2 separate regions of the Mus musculus genome follow, and region 2 is linked to region 1. The links are chromatin contacts, called in public promoter capture Hi-C maps. All regions are on one chromosome and are shown on one strand. Each heading gives the region's core, a stretch centred on a gene start, on an enhancer-like site or on the middle of the called end of the contact. The rest is flanking DNA. Distances are from core to core; before and after follow the strand shown. Region 1 holds the start of Myzap (myocardial zonula adherens protein). Region 2 holds the start of Tcf12 (transcription factor 12).

What was found. Promoter capture Hi-C pulls out the DNA fragments that hold promoters and counts their contacts.
Region 2: a promoter capture Hi-C map of stem cell-derived epiblast-like cells shows a contact between it and region 1, with 4 times the contacts expected there. The contact joins the promoter of Tcf12 here to the promoter of Myzap in region 1. A contact is called at or near these places in 4 of 39 promoter capture datasets (hippocampal neurons, liver, pre-B cells and 1 more) and 2 of 115 datasets of contacts at active chromatin or transcription factors (large pre-B cells and pancreatic cancer cells).

What each region holds. Positions count from the first base shown.
Region 1 is chr9:71,590,291-71,593,708 of GRCm38.p6, reverse strand. It overlaps Myzap (myocardial zonula adherens protein), which reads left to right and starts at 1,349. Exons shown (of 13, transcript NM_001033208.4): 1 at 1,349-1,519. The coding sequence starts at 1,445.
Region 2 is chr9:72,109,994-72,113,444 of GRCm38.p6, reverse strand. Tcf12 (transcription factor 12) reads left to right here and starts at 1,626. Exons shown (of 21, transcript NM_011544.3): 1 at 1,626-1,869; 2 at 2,611-2,707. The coding sequence starts at 2,633.

The sequences.
Region 1 (3,418 bases), core at 100-2,599:
TAAAAAGTAAATCTTAAAACACACACACACAGTGGTGATGAGGTTGGTAGAAAGCATCAGGAAGAGCTGGCAGAGAAGAGGCCCTGCGGCTTTCATGCAGACTTGCAGAAAACATGACTGTTGTCACCAAAGGGGCAAGTTTTGTGGGATCACGAGGAATTCTGATTGGTAACATTCTTTGACGTCTTTCCTGGTGGTGCAACCTTGGGATCACTCGTGTGCATGGGTACACACACATACACACACACACACACACACACACACACACAGAGAGAGAGAGAGAGAGAGAGAGAGAGAGGAGAGTGCACAGAAGTTAGGGAAACAAAGCTTCTAGGTTCAGGGGTGCCGTCGGGGTTCAGGTTAGGAGGTTGGTGAGAAGGCTGGGTTTTGCCTCGGCTTTGAAGGGTGAATGGAGATACTGTGTCCTCCCTCTCTTTCCCCCGAAGCACTTTGTCCTGATGTTAAAGGCCTAAGCACTCACACACCAGGTTCTTAGTGACTAGGCCCCAGCTCTCCTTAGCTTCTCTCCACCATCAGCTCCTGGCACTGTGACAGGATGCCTAAGAAGGAAGGGTCCCAGATCTGCCCTTGCCTTGCTTATCTCTGCTAGGGGGCAGCAGAGTGTTCCAGAAAGGCCCTAGGGGCTGACAGGGTAGGTCACCTCTTAGCTTGGCCACTTAACACCTGGTGGGGCTCCTCCTGCCTTACTCAACCCTTGATGAATCAGTGTCCTCACCTGCAAAATGGGGTGCAGGATAATGACACCTACCCCCAAAGCGTGGTTGTGAAGATTGATTGACGCAAAGGGTGGTCAGTCCTGCCAGGTGGACACACAGCAATCACTGAATGAATGTGGACAGCCTTGCAATTCTGGTCTTCAGCTTAGTCACTTCCTCTGGGAGCCTCTTTCTGGCTCCTGAGGACCTTTGGACAGTTGCACACTCCCAGCACACATACCTGTTTTCTACCACAGAAATGACAACTGTCTTCTCTCAGGGTCACCATTAGGGTGCAAATCTGTGAGGACAGGAGTCGGTCGTTCACTAGGAGGCACAAATAATAGGCACTCAGTAGTTACCGTGAAAAAAAGTGACAAAGACCAAGGGTCCCAGTAGTCCTTGGGGTTTGATGGAAAGCTCTGGGGTCGTGAGGCCAAAAGGACAGGGGATACAGAGACCAGACCCACAGTGTGTGCAGGAAGACTGGACAGGGAGATACAGAGAGGAGACGCTCAACTTTGGGGAGAGAATGCTGCTTGACTAGTCTGGCAGAATCCTAGCCCCGCCCCTCTCAGGCCCCTCCCAGGCCCCGCCTCCTGGGCTCCAGCCCTGCGGAAGCCGTAGCTTCTAGTGTCTGAGCCTCCCCCGCGTAGGGTGCGCCCCGCACGCTTATCCTGCCCCGGAGCAGCGCGGGCACCCAGCCCTTGCTCCACAGCCGCTGCGAGATGCTGCGCTCCACGTCCACTGTCACCCTGTTCTCAGGTGGCGGCGCCAAGTCGCCTGGAACGCCCAGTAGAAGGGTAAGTAGCTAGCTGGAGAAGGAGCTGCTGGGGATCTCTCGCACCCATCCCTGTCGCCCCATCTGTAGGGATGTGGGGAGAAGGATGCTTCTGGCTGTCGATACCTCAGTCTTGGCTCAAGTTTCCTGGCCAGTCCGGGACTCCACAGTGACCCTCCCTCTGGATGCTCCCGAGGCGGGAAGAGAGGGCTTAGGGGACTTTCTGGGATACCTAGAACTTACTTCTCCTTCGCGTCTCCACTGTCAAGCCAAGCTTAAATGTGGCATCAGTTTAAAAAAGGCAGGGGAGAGGTTTCTGAGGTCTCTGCCCTGAATATACTTGAAACGTGAACTTTTCTGCATCTCTTGGTTGGGAGCATCATCCATATGTCCATCCACCAGTGACAGACAGCCTCTGATCCAGGAGCCAGCTTTGCCAAGGTGGTTGCCTGTTTGCAGACCAGAGCTGAGCAGCTGACCACCTCGGAGTCTAGCTGTGCAGGACTCTAGTTTACGCAGGAACTTCTTTTTTTAAGCCCTGACCATCACCTCCAGGGAGATTTCCCTAAAGAAATGTGTTTAGCCACAGTCTTTGCTGAATCAGTTCTTACCTCCCAGATGCTCCTGAAAGAATGGCCAGGCTTGTCAGGTTGACATTCTATGCCCCTTCGAAGATCAGGGCCTCAGAGAAGTCTGCTAGGAGCTTGGCTTGTAGCTTTCTGAGTCTTCTGGTATCACGTTATTAAATACCTACCTCTTCACTAATCACGTATCTCCACCGTTCATTCTAACAGGTTAAATCCCACTCCAAAAGCCCCTTCCCAAGTCCGGTTAGTTTGATTTGACCTTTAGTGTTTATCTTTTCTCCATTTATAGACGAAAGGCATGTGTTGCTTTTGGGTGAGGGCCAAGTGGTGGTGGTGGTGGTGGTGGTGTGTGTGTGTGTGTATTTATGTTTGTGTGTATATGTTAGACACCTAAGGCTCATAGAACTCTGGTTGCTTGGTCATTAACTTAATAAAGTGGCTTCCCATTTGGTTAGTGAGTTTCCAACCATGGGCTTACCCTATTGCAAGATGGGCATTTGACTCTTTCCCATGGAAGGCTTTGTTTAATCAGAACAAAATTTAGGTTGACAAAGAATAAAATCATTACAAAGTTAGCCCTGAGCTGTGTGCAGCAGCCCCTACCCACAGGGAGACTCTGATTTAGGTTGATGCTGGGATCCTGTGAGTGAATTAGGTATAGCCAGTAGACTCAGTAGCATCTTTGAGATTTTTCTCTTGAATGATGTCTGGACATACTGGAATGCTTTGTCTTTTGGCTAAGACTGCATCGAAACTTTGGTCTGAAGAACTCAGGCTTCCGAATTCAGACTATGTAGGACTGATTGGAACATTCTAGAACTTCTGTGGACAAAATCTTTTTAAAGGCTCCTGTGTGTGTGTGTGTGTGTGTGTGTGTGTGTGTGTGTGTGTTGATTGACTAACTGACTCACTGAATATTTATAGATCTATTTCTGTGTGCCCCAGGGCTGGGCACTCAGTTCCATTCTGCTCTTGGAGGCAGATATTATCACAAATGAGTTTGTAGAGCGAGCAGAGTATTTCCAGGGTTCAGTGACCCTAAAAGAAAGGTTCTTTCTGAGGTGTGTAGGGCAAGCCTCTCCCTGCAGGTGAACTGCTACTTAGTCTCCCAGCAGGGTCAGGAGTTACAAAGGCAATCGACAAGGTAAAAAGAGAACTATCATTTATCTCAGTGGATACTTGACATAGGCTGTATGACGATGTGTGTCAGACTTGCTTTGGGACAAAACACTAAGAGTTTTTAAGATAATTAAAAAAAACTTTTGAAGCACAAGAAAATATATACAGTAAATACATAGCCATGAAAACTGTTTCTGAAATTGAAAAATTTTCAA
Region 2 (3,451 bases), core at 377-2,876, 520 kb before region 1:
CCATGTTTTCATGATTCACCTACCCCATGGTGTGCTCTCTTCTCTCTACCTACTACCCTCTCCTCCTGGTTCCTGACTGGGAACCCCAAGCCCAAGAACCAAAACTCTGCCTATCTCTCTTCTGCTCATAGGCAGTGGGTATCTTTATTCACCAATCAGGGATAACTTGGGGACAAGGTTACCTAAGTGCAGATTCTCTCATCCCTGGGGGCAACCAGGCCAGTAGTTAGTATTACAATGCATAGCAGAAGACCAAACCTCAGCATCTTCCCTAGAGATTGTACCACAGAAATATGGCTTTACCAGTTACCTAATCAAATTTCCTGGTTGTTCTGTGACTGCTTTTTGCCTCACTTTTGTATACACCAAATTACGGATAACCAAACCCTGTTCATTTAATCAATGATGCTAGACTTGGCTCAGAACTGTTTGATTTATATTGGAAACATCATCAAAGATCAGATCTCTCCTTGCGAAGACTTTCTTCTTGTCTGTTTGATTTACTCTGGCTAGATCTTGAGTTTGGAAGATGACATTCATTTTTTTTTTTTATAGCATTTGCAAAAATGTTCTCAAAGACTTCAGCAAATTGCCTATTTGTATGTGGGTTAACCATCCGCTAGTCTTAGTTGGAAACGGGATCGTTATCATTTTTTAGGTGAAATCATGCTACTTTGTTTAGGATGGAGACACACTCCACAAGTTGCCAAAGCATGTATGTACCTAAGTGGGACTGGCTTTGGGGGTGAGTAGGCTACCATTAGTTCTGGAATGGTCTATACGGAGGTCCCACATATAAACCTTAATTTGCTTCTCTGGTTGGACAGCTCTGGTTGCAGTAAGTACAGCAATGGCACATTTAACTATCTTCTTTATATGAACTTCTGAGGCCAACGGCTCCTTCTTACAGTCAGGATACTCAAGAGTTGGCCACTGTCTTCAATTCGTTTCTTTGGATGCTTGTCTCGAGTGTTTCTTCTGCTTGGGCCTGGCTGGTCTTCTCTGTGCTCGCAGACCTCAACACAATCACCTTAGCTTCCCCTCAAGTAAACCTTAACTTCCAAGGCCGAATTTTTCCCCTTTTTCTTTGGGGCTTCTTCAGGCCAAGTTCGGAACTTGCTCATCAAGACTTAACTTCCTGGGGCTGTCTCTCTGGTTACAGCAAAGGCCAGGCGCAATCCTTTCCCAGAACTTGGTGTTGCAGCGCGGGGCTCAGGTGGGACGGCACGCTCAGGTGAGCAAGCTGATGAGCGCGGCGTGAGGGGCTTTGCGCTTTTCCCACAGAGTCCGCCCACCACAGCTGCGGCTCCACAGCCGGCCTCGCCTCCCGCGTCCGGCGTGGCTGAGCTCCGGAATGGCTGCGGGTGGCAGATCCAGATGCTGCCCAGCTGCGTCCCCGTCGCGGCACTTCGGGGCGCAGTGAGCTTGAGGAGACGGCCGCCGCCCGCCGTGGGCTTTGTCCGTCCGCCGCTCCGCCCCGCCCCGTGCCTCCCCGCCCCCTCCGCGGTCCCACTTCCTCGGCGCGGGAGGCGGGAGCGCGCCGGGCAGCGAGGGGTTAAGCCGACGCGCTTGAGGCGCGGAGGGATCCGGAGGCGAGCGGAGCTCGGTGCTGAGGCCGCCTCAGCGGAAAAAAAAAAAAATGTCCGCCTGAGGAGACCCACAAGTTCTATCGGGGGGACAGCCAGCCCGCCCGGGGAGCCACGGGCGGCTAAGCCCGAGAGCCGCCCGAGTCGCGCCGACTCAAGCACTCGCGGGGGCCCGAGGCAACGCAGCCGCCGGCGGCGCGTGGGGAGGGGGAAAGCCTGAGCCCGCGCTCCCGGCCAAAGTGAACTTTAATCGGGAAGGTTGGATGCGGAGCCCGGGCGGCAGGTAACCGCGGGCGGCGGGCGGGACGTGCGGAACTCAGGTCCCTTTGTACGGCGCGGAGCCCGGGGCCGCGTCCAAGTTGCGGCGCGCGGCGGGGCGGAGGCGCGAGCTGCGGGGTCCAGGCCCGGGCAGCGGCGCTCGGCCTGCGCGGCGCTCGGGGCTCGGCGCTCGGGGCCGGGGAGCCGCCGAGCCCGCCTCATTGTTCCGCGAGTCCGGGGCAGGGCGGCCCAAGTGGGAGGTGGAGGCCGGGCGGGAGTTTGCGGGGCGCGGACGCGCGTGGGGCGCTCTCAACCAAGCCGGGGACCCCCGCTGGGGACGTCCGGGCCGCAGACGCGGGCCTGCGAGCGGCGCGCTCCCCGCAACTTGTCAGCTCTATTGTTGCTGAGCGAGTGAGTCACTTGGTCTCCGGGTCGCCGCCGCTTTCTCGCTCCCTCGCTGGGCGCGGGCTCGCTCCGTACTCCTCCCCGGGGGCACCCCGAAGCCGAGCCACCTTGGAAACTTGCGGGAGCCACGGAGCCACGCGTGGGCTCCCGTGTCGGAGCGGCTTCCGTCACTGTCCTTCGGGTATGCGTGGGGATCTGGCGTGTCGCTCGGCGCCCCCCACCCCGAGCGCTGCCTCTCTCTCTCTCTCTCTCTCTCTCTCTCTCTCTCTCTCTCTCTCTCTCTCTCTCTCTCTCTCCCTCTCTCTCCTTCTCACGTCGAGCGTCCGGGTGTCCGCGGCTCAGCCTGTCTTCTCTGCCTTAGGACCTGCTAGAAGTGGCTGAAGATGAATCCCCAGCAGCAGCGCATGGCCGCGATAGGGACCGACAAGGAGCTGAGCGACCTGCTGGACTTCAGTGCGGTATGAGAGCTTTCCTCCGCATCTTGGGGTTCTGCTGAGGTTTCCCGAGATCGGGAGCAAGAGAGAAAAGGGGGGAAAGCGACATGGCAGCGGGCAACTCCATCTGCTTTTCAGCGCTAGTTCTCAGGGCTGGAGTCCAGCTCCCCCAAGTTGGACACCTGAACTTTGATGTAATGTCTAGACTTGCAGATTTCAAACTTTAATGCCAGAGGGGTCATTTGATTTAACTAGTTAAAAGAAGAACAATGTAATCATGAGCTCTGGTTGAGTCACTCCCTTCTGATAATTATTAGAGATTTTAGACTTTATATGAAAGAAAAAAAATATTTTTTTTCCTGAAGACTTCTCAGCATTTCCCTCCCCACGACTTCATTTAGCCTGTGGTACCTGAGAGATGCCAGCTTCAAAAAAGCCAACCCCAGCGCTAGAATTCCCAGCCTTGTGAGCTGACTGCTTTAAGTATACATATGCCGTCTGCATATGTAATATGGAAAATGATTTAAAAATAAAAGGTGAAGCTATAGAGCCCATTGCCCTTATTTCTTACTAATGGATTGAATTTCAACGTTAACTGCTCCTAGAAGGCAGGGCCAATACCTGCTGTATTAGAACTGTTATTATCTTTCCTGTATGTGGTAATTTCATCGGACATGATTCTGATTGCAAGTGCTTATTAAGTAATGTTAATGTAATGAGAATCACTTAGGGCCAAAGTGAAGATCATGGGTAAAAATTTACTGTTTA